Regions from separate parts of the Gossypium arboreum genome. Here region 1 is linked to region 2. Evidence: chromatin contacts called from public Hi-C data. All regions are on one chromosome and are shown on one strand. The core of a region is the stretch at or near the end of the contact, and the rest is flanking DNA. Distances in the headings are between cores, read along the strand shown.

Region 1 (4,939 bases), core at 88-2,587, 320 kb before region 2:
AGTAATTTTCTCTGCCACGTGGCAATCAATTCCTTTTAAGAATCTTCTATATCCACGTGTCATTTTCATATCTCCTGGCATGAACGTGGCAACTGCTGGTGCCATCGCAATCCATTCCATGTATATTGAACATTTACATAATTTCGTTGAAAACAAATCTTTCCTACTATTTGTTCTTTACTTCTAATTTGGCGTTATTCCACACTTAATTTATTTTTAAAATATATATTTATTGATTGGTTAAAGGGTTAATAAGCATTATTATTTTTTCAAAAAGTCAATTAAATTTGATATTAAAATCTATCAATTGAATTTTTAAATAATAACTATCATTGACTATTATTGTGTTGACATCTCAATTAACAATTATCAATTTAATTGTCATAATATTTATGTGATAATCGATGTTAATAATTATTGTTATTAACGTGCAAAATTCAAAAATTGAAGTCCAAAATGAACTTGAGCATGAACGTCGGGTTCATTTAAATATGATCTTAAATGAATTATGATGCGTATAATTTTTAATATATTTTGAAATTTTTTAAAATTATATCTTGAATGAATATAGATAAACAATTATCTAGATTAAAATAAACTTAAATACATATTTATTTAGGTTTATTCTGAACCCAATTTTAAATAAATTTTTAATTTTTAAAATAATATTTACTTTTTGAAAAGTTTGAATTTTGTGGCCATTTCAATATTACGACACCTAGTTGAGCAGCTATAGTTATAGTAAACAACAAAAATCAATAGTCAAAAGATTTAATCGATGAATTTTTAATGTTGGAACATTTATTAAGTATGCCTTTTTTTTAAGAAAATTTGGTTTGATTTTTCGAAAAAGTAAAGAGATTTATGGAAGGGTTTTTAATTTGATCTACTTTTAGATGGGGTTTTAGAAGGTAATATTTGTTTTTTAAACTTATGTATATTTTTGTCTCCTTCCATGGGGCACTTTCACCTGCTTGGCTTTCACATTAATTAGTATTTCTAAAGCATTAAACTCTGTTATTGAGTGAATTGGATTGAATTTTCAATTTCCTTTTACTGAATACGTAATTCTTAATAAACATCTAATTAAACACTTTTTTTTCTCTAATATTCTCCATCAACATAAGGTTATATATAAAAAATCAAGGAAAAAGTGAAGGTTTAAAGGGAAGATTTTTATAAAGCAAAAAACTTTAGTGTTGGTTCCTCCATGAGAAAAAAGAGTGAAAAGGGCGAAAATCCTGTATGTCCCAAGGAAGTTTCGTGGAGTTTCCAGGAGAAACCCCACTTTTTAATATCTTATACTCCTAAAATTAAACTCAATATATATCACCTTAATTAAGATGTTTTATTTGTTCGGTTAAATATTACATTCTCTCTCTATAAATCCATGCATGCAAAGGTTTCCATGGCGACCAAGAGTATCCCACTTCCCTACTTTCTAGTCTTTACGCTTCTTTCTTTTGCATTTATTTTTATATATATCCATTTGAGACGAAAGGTAGTGTGGAATAGTCCTTGTCTTCAACCCAAGACTTGACCCATCTTATATATATAGTTCTTTATTTGTTTGGATCAAAATCCAGTATACTAATCCTTCAAATCATATTACAAAAGATGGGAGTAGAAGGCACCTTGGAATACATCTCTGATTTGCTTAGCAGCGTGAAGAAGAAGAAGAAGAAGAAGCAAATTCAAACTGTAGCTCTCAAAATCAGGATGGATTGTGAAGGTTGTGCTCGTAAGGTCAAGAAGGTCCTCTCCGGCGTAAAGGGTAATCTTCATTTACCATATACCAAATAAATTATGAATCAATCACTATAAATTAATGCTGGATTTTGGTAGGGGCAAAGTCTGTGGACGTGGACTTAAAACAACAAAAGGCCACCGTGACGGGTTACGTAGAGGCAAAGAAAGTACTGGCGGCGGCGCAGTCAACCAAGAAGAAGGTGGAGTTGTGGCCTTATGTGCCTTACACTCTGGTGGCTAATCCTTATGTGGCTCAAGCTTACGACAAGAAAGCTCCTCCCAATCATGTCAGGAAGGTTCCGGCCAGTGCCACCGTTTCTGAGACCACCATTGACAACCGCTACACCAACTTGTTCAGTGATGATAACCCTAATGCTTGCTCCATCATGTAAAACACTAATAATAATAACAAGTGGTAATAAGAGGATTGTAAAGTTTTACTTGCAACACAAATTTTTCTTGGAGATTTTGTGCTACGTTGTGAGCAAATGAGGGGAACTGTATGAGTAGCTTTGGGACAATTATTGATTTGATGTGTATTAGCATCGTCTCTATAGTTGTCCTTCTGTTTTTTTCCTCTGGAAAATATAATTATATTAATAAAAAAAGTTTAGTAAAATAAGATCAGCTAAACACAAACATCATCCTCTATTGTTGTGAGAAGAGGCAATGGTGTTTTTTCTTTTCCTTCAGTGACACTTGATTTACCCAAAAGGAAAAATTATCAAAAAAAACTAAAGTTGGTTTATCTATCATTTATTCTTTATTTATAACTCAGGTTTTTTAGTGGGAGGGATGGGCTTAGTCTCAAGTCCAAAACCGAAAGGAAAAAGTGGATCATATTTGGGATCCCCATAATTCATAGGAAGCTGATCTACTCTCTTAAACCAAGTACGAGCTAGCTTGCCTGTGAATCCATAGTCACCAAATAGGACATCAGCCACCCCTTGTCCTTCACTTCCAGGTAGCCAAGCCGCTACCAGGGCGTCTATCTTGTCAACATATGGCTCTATCACAACCGGACGCCCTGACACGATGATAACCACGCATTTGGTTTCCTTGCAAACGTTCTCGATCACTGCCGGACCTGGAGCAGGGATGGTCAAGTTTTGGCTATCACCATTTGTCTCTGCGTAAGGTACCTCACCAACCACCACTATCCCATAGTCCATCTTTCCCTTGCTAGAGTAGGTATCGCTAGGTTTCTTCTTGTAAACCACTTTGGTGCGTTTGTCAACAGTGGCTTTGATGCCGTCCAGGATGGTGGTTCCTGTTCAATACAATTGAATTGTAGAGTATATGGTGTATGTTATGTTTTTGTTTTAAAATTATTTATGATAACTATACCTGCAGTCCAGTTGTTCCCACTGACTCCTTGCCATTCTATAGTCCAACCACCGCACTGATAGCCCAAATTGTTAGCATGGGATCCTGCAACAACTATCTTGCCAGCATTCTTTGGGAGAGGCAAAATAGGTGGATTTCCTGGCTTTCCATTTTTCAATAGTACAAGTGATTTCCTCACTGCTTGCCTTGCCAATTCTCTATGCTTCTGCAGTGAGTGTTTTAGTTGGTTTTTGAAAGAAACAGCTGAATATTGGGTCGAATGGAAAAAACCAAATAATTCAAATAATTCAATTCGATTAAACCTAAATTCAGTTTTTCAATTCGAATCTAATTTTGTTCATCTTTAAATATACAACAAGGTTTCATTAAAACCTGTTGTATAGTTTGTGCAATGCAACAACTCACCTGTGACCCAACCTCGTTAATTAAACTGTAATCACCTAAGGGATTTTCAAAGAGTCCCATGGCGAACTTAACACGCAATATTCTCGACACGGCGTCGTCAATTCGGCTCATTGGAATTGCATTCTTCTTAACCAAATCAATCAAGCCATCATAAAATTCTGTGTAGTTGTAAGGAACCATAACCTGGAAGCAATATCAGCGACCCTCAAACAATATAGTTTTTTAAGTAATAACATATAACACCTACAAGTCTGCAACTGACCATGTCAATACCAGCATTTATTGAAGCTTGAATTGAATAACTGTAGTTGGAATGTGCGGGAGAGGTGATCCTGTCGATTCCTTCCCAATCCGAGATGATGAAACCCTGCCATATTCATAAAATTTAAGTAAGAAACATCATAATCTGGGCTCATGAATGTGCTAAAATTAGTTTTAACCTTGAAACCAAGTTTGCCTTTAAGGTAGTCTGTAAGCAGCTGTTTATGAGCATGCATCTTAACTCCGTTAATACTTGAATAAGAAGCCATGATGGTGGCAATACCCTTGGCTACTGAATTAACGTAAGCAGCCATATGCATGCCATACAAGGCTGAGTCGTCCACGATGGTGTTGTTCTCGTTAATGCCTTTGACGGTGCCGCCATCACCAACGTAGTGTTTGGAACTACCTGCTACTTTTGTTCTAACATCATATACCACAATGATCAAATCATTGATTAATATGATATAATATATATAAATATCAGTTGTTTACATACTTCCCATTAACATATGGCATGCCCTTCATGTCAGTTTTGGCTTCTCCTTGTAACCCATCGATGATCTCAGTCAGCTGTTGGACAATTCTGTGGTCTTCACTATAGCTCTCATAACATCGGCCCCATCTAGGATCTCTGCAAACCTACATATATATATATACACCTGTAAATGTCAATATGATTTTTGTTTTTGAAAATGACTAACGAAAACTGCACCATTAATCATTAAATTATAAGTAATTTTTATTATTTAATCACTTAATTAAAAATAGTTATACTTTAAAATTAAACTATTCAAAAATCTTCATTTAAGTCAAGTTTTTATTAAAAGTCACTGGGTTGATAAATATTTTTTAAGAAAAATTTCTTCCTGTGAGTTTCAAGCAATGATTAGATAATTAGCGATTAATAAAACATACCTTAAATCTAAGTTAATCTGATGGTAAGTGTCGGAGATCGGAGAAAAAAACTGTTTAAATTTTGATTTGCAGATACCTGACATCTAAAGCTGTTTGATAAAAAAAAAAACTAAAATGTAAAAAAGAAGGGGAAAGAAAATCATATAACATTGATTTTAATAGCCGAGCTATTTAAATGAAAAATTTTGAATAGATCGCTAACCAAAACAAAAAAACATATTTATATTTTAATGATTAATGGTGTAATTTACCCAATGAT
Region 2 (4,987 bases), core at 342-2,841:
ACAAAAATTAACAATTAAGTGCCCACAATAGACATGGATACTTCCTCGAGCTCTTTTAAGTAAGGAACAACGTATTTCTCTCTGAACTTCTTGTCAGGCATCTTATAAATTGTAGTCATGCTAACTTTCCTTCTTAGCAAATTCTTACTTTCCAGAGTCTCAATAACCAGTAACCGAGGCTTCAGCCTACGCTCAAGGCTGCAAATAAGCACCATTGGGTGGCTTATTATAAATGAAATACCTACATTCGTTCTATTAAGCAAAAAGTCAGTGACTTGCTTAATCTTCCTTTCAGATACAGCAAACACCTGTGGTGTCCTCCTAAAAGTAGACATGATATCATCTTCAGAGAAACCCAATTTCCTAAAAAGATTCAATTTGAGTTCCCAATTCTCTTCACTCATTGAACTTAACATCCTAATAGCAGCAAGAAACATATTTGACTTCCTATCGAACCCCAAGGCATCCGCCCTTTCAACAAACTGCTTAATGCTCTCAGGTTTAAGCAAGAAAAATCTAGGAAAGCTGAACACATATGAAACAATTTGTGACGAACAAATCCCGCAATTTCTCAAGAACTCTATATTAGGCATCATAGTCTTTTGCAAATCAGATTTGAGAAACCAAGCTGAAGTTTTCAATAACTTAAGAACATCATCATTCGATCCTAAAACAGTCTTTAAATCGGAAATAGAAGGTGCAATCCTATCATCCACGCTTCTAGTCAAAATCCAGGGATCACCAGCTACAATATCAGCAACATCATGGGTCGGAAATCCTAAATCCTGGAAAATCTTGAACTTGGGTTTAATGGTTTTCTCAAGACTAGAATATAGAAGGTTAGGCTTTCTTTTGACCACTGCTTCAATATGGGATTTAGAGAAACCGCTTTCTTTCAAGAAGGAAATTATAGTATCACACTTACGAGGATCCTTCACATAGGTTAGGGAAGATGCAGTCTTGACGGCAAGTTCAGGGGAAAAGCTGTGTTTCTCAACCAAGTGATCCGCTAAAGGAAGGGAAGCTCTCGATTCCTGGGTGGGTGAAGATGAGAAGAAAACAGAAGAGATGGAGTAACAAGAAATGGGTTTACGAGAACGGCATGATTTATTCAGAGAGAATGCGATTAGAGATCTGATTATAGGCGGTGCCATTGTTTTTTCCTTTTTTTTCTTCTCGTGGGGTTTTGTGGAGGGTTTACTGGTTTAGATTCGGGCTTTCTTCTAGCATAACAAACTGAAATTACAAATATTCATACATGTCGGAGGAATGAGAAACTTGCCTGTAACACCACACCAGCTTTTGTCTTGTAACGGTAACCTGCCTTTCTTTGACACTGATGCTTTGTTGCTGATAAATCTAAACCTGGGTTCTTTCGATAGCACGACCTACAGTTTTAAAACCTGGTTTATTAGGGTTTGGGGCACAAATTCAGCTTCAGGATGTTGGGTTATTTAATTTATGCCCAATAGCTTTGGGTCACAACAAAGGCTGGGATGTCTCTTTGCCTACAACTGCTATCATCAACCCTTTACTAAGCCTTTTTGTTTTATGGCCACGTTCATGCTATGATTCTAATATGAAATGATGTATGAAAGTTAGCCATATGTTGAAAAGTATTAAATCATGATTTAATTATATTTATTTTTGCATTTAATACCTAAACAATCATTCTTCTTCCAATTCACCTGCTGGAGTGGTCATCTCTTTTTGTTTCATCAAACAGGTTCCTTTCTCTTCTAACATTGCATGTCCCAAAAGCTCACCAAGATTGAACAAACAACCTTTCCCGACCTTGTGCAACAAAACTCCAACACCATCATGAATTGCAAACATGGTAAGAATACTTAATTACTCGACTCTTTAACATCTATCATATTCAACCGCATAATCACTTTTCTTTACATCTCCAACCAGCTGAATTAATCTAAAATACCAATTAATTTGAAATAAATAAATGTCTAAAATATAAAATTTAATAAATATATTATTGGGCTTATACATAATCAAAATTTATGCCTTAAAATTGAATCTATTATAATTAAAAGCTTATTAGGAATTTTCTACTTCCCTTAATTTTTATTAAAATGGTCATAACTTGAGTATAATAATTCAAAATAAGACAATTCAAAGTGCATTGTAAAAGTCAAGAAACTTTCTACTGAATACACCTCAACCCAAAAATACTTAAATCTATGTAAAAATACTTGAAATATGGAGTTTAAAACAAATATATATATATATATATATATAGATATTTATTTATTTCAAATTATTGAAATGCAAGGGACATTATTGTGTATATGTGGGCACATAAGGAAATAATTATAAAATTATAAAAACAAGTTCCAAATGACTAAAATGGATATTATCTTAATTATATAATACAATTAGATCAGATCCAATTAATAAAAGTAGATGATTAATTGAGATTTGAAGGTTTTGATACACAGTGGACCAAGTTCTTCATCTTAAATTATTAATAAAGTAGAAGTTAAAGACAGTGAAATCCAAACAATTATAAGGTGAAGCTATCTATCAATTCTTAGAGGTTACATGCCTAAAGTAAAAGTTTCATTGGAAACCCAAAAAAGAGATCCTTTTCTATCCTTTCGGTGCTTGAATTCCACAACTTTGTACACTTCTTTTCTACTCTCTCCCATTCGCCATTGTTACATATAGATTGAAACATGGTTTTAAACTATGGCAATTGAAGTTTTGGCAGAGATTTCAAGCCCAAGAATCTCGTTTTCTGACGATCTCGACCAAGAAGATGGGGTAGATTCCATTGAAGAATGTCATCATCAGAGATTAGACACATCACTCTTAAATCCAACATCGGATTTCGATTTCTGTTTTGTCAATAATAGTTTCGTTCAAGAACTCCCTTCAGCTGATGAGCTCTTTTCCAATGGCAAGATTCGACCAATTGAGATAAAGGAAAAAGCTGTGGTTGCGAATCGGGTTCGTCGTCAACTCCAACCTGTTGCTGTTGTTCGTTCTTCACCCCAGCAGATCAAAACAGATAACCCAGAGAAGAAAAGATTGAAAGAATTTCTATTAATGAGCATTGATGAAGATGATAAGCCTGCCTCATCCAAATCTTTCTGGCAGTTTAACAGAAGCAGTAGTCTCAACTGTGAAAGTGGTCGAAGTAAAAGCTTAATCCGGTCACTTCAATTTCTTACACGCAGTAATTCAACAGGTTCAACTCCAATTCCAAAAGAAACCCAGAAACAGCCATCTTTGACAAGAAGATCATCAGTGTCAAGTTCTTCTTCTGGTACGTTTTATTATACTTATTATGGTAATTCTACACAAAAGCCTGCATTAAAGAAGAGTTGTGGAGCACATGGGAATGGAGTTCGAGTGAGTCCTATTTTGAATCTTCCAAATCCAATCATTTCTAATGCAACTGTAAGCTTTTTTGGGTTTGGCTCACTCTTCTGTAATGGTAAGACCAAAACGAAGAAAAGATGAACAGTTTTCAGTTCATATTAAATATTTAAGTACAGTTGGGTATTTTATCTGGCCATGAATTTGTGAATGTGGTTAGCATATCTGTAAATTAGAAGAATTGAATTTAGTAAAAGAAAGAGATTAGATCTAAATCAACACCGATTCTGATTTGTGATGGATGTGAACAAACATCAGTGTTATGGACTTGGCAGACAGGTAAACATGGTATTTCTCTTTCATGCCTATCAATTATCTAGTTTCATGGCTATCAATTATGTTGTCCTCAATCGATACCAATATATTTTAAATTTTAAATCATTTTCCTATATATTTAAAATAGGTAAAACTACTATAGTGGCCCCTATATTAGTATTTAGATTGCATTTTGCTGACTAAATTAGTCTATATATATTAGATTAAAGAGTAAATTAGTCCTTGATGTTTAAATTTTCTTCTACTTGTACTATTAAAAACCAGTGTGCCTGACTAAATAACTAGCACACCACATGTACGTCAAAAACCAATTTTTAACAATAGAAATGGATGAAGTTTCTAATAGGAGGATCAATTTGCTCTTTGATATAATATACAATGACTAATTAGCCTATTTTTTAAGTAGAAAGGGGAAAATGCAATATGACTCCTACTACAAGGACCTCTATGGTACTTTTACCATTTAAAATATCATATTCCAATCTCAAATTTAATATTCAAATGTATATGGGTAAAAGTACCATGGAGGCTCTTATACTAGAAGTCGAATTGCATTTTGCCTCCTCTATTAAAAAAATGGGTAACTTAATCCCTATACATTAAACCAATAGGCAAATTGATCTTTTTTATTAAAAAATTCATTCATTTATACTATTAAAAGTTGGTGGACATGTAATGTGCCACATGTACCTTATACTGATGTGTAAGAATCAGTTAACAATAGAGCTAGATGGAATTTTTTTACAGAATGACTCGTCCATATTTGAATCTAGTATAAAGAGATTAATTTATCCTTTTTTTAAATAGAGGGAGTAAAAATGAAAATTAACTTCTTCCCTAATACTTTTACATGTAGATATGAGTATAAATACTTAAAAAGGTATGAATCCCTCATTTTCATATTTTTCTTTTTTGGTTCTCTTTTAAAGCAACAAGTTTCCTTTGTTTTCTTTTTAAAGATAATAGGTAAAAAGAAAGTAATTAGATATGTCCATACTGATTTTGAGTTGAAGAGGGACCCATGCTTCTGTGTCTTTTTGTTTCTAAGTTTAAAAGATGATTAAAATACTAGTCTTTTTTAATTCTCCAAAATTGGATTCCCACTTTATCTGCTTATGTATAAACTGATCAACATTACCTCTAAAGTAGTAAAATTTATAGGTAATTATTTCAACAAAAGGGTAAATTATTTTTATATATATTAGATAAAAAATATGTGGTTTTTCTATTAAAAATTTCATCAATTTTTTTTGTTCAAAATTGACGTAGCTAATGAAATGACCAGAGACAGTTACATACAGCACACCACGTGTAC

What was found. Hi-C and Micro-C count contacts between places; a contact is called where the count stands out from the background.
Region 1: a Hi-C map of leaf shows a contact between it and region 2, with 5 times the contacts expected there. The contact joins the promoter of LOC108463661 here to the promoter of LOC108468093 in region 2. A contact is called at or near these places in 2 of 5 Hi-C or Micro-C datasets (both in leaf).

What each region holds. Positions count from the first base shown.
Region 1 is chr2:107,927,678-107,932,616 of ASM2569848v2, reverse strand. It overlaps LOC108463661 (heavy metal-associated isoprenylated plant protein 24-like), which reads left to right and starts at 1,337. Exons shown (of 3, transcript XM_017763562.2): 1 at 1,337-1,501; 2 at 1,618-1,774; 3 at 1,846-2,371. The coding sequence starts at 1,391. The coding sequence ends at 2,141. It also overlaps the pseudogene LOC108463650.
Region 2 is chr2:107,610,884-107,615,870 of ASM2569848v2, reverse strand. It overlaps LOC108468093, which reads right to left and starts at 1,591. Exons shown (of 1, transcript XM_017768954.2): 1 at 1-1,591. The coding sequence starts at 1,154. The coding sequence ends at 15. LOC108482619 reads left to right here and starts at 2,443. Exons shown (of 1, transcript XM_017785748.2): 1 at 2,443-3,611. The coding sequence starts at 2,704. The coding sequence ends at 3,480.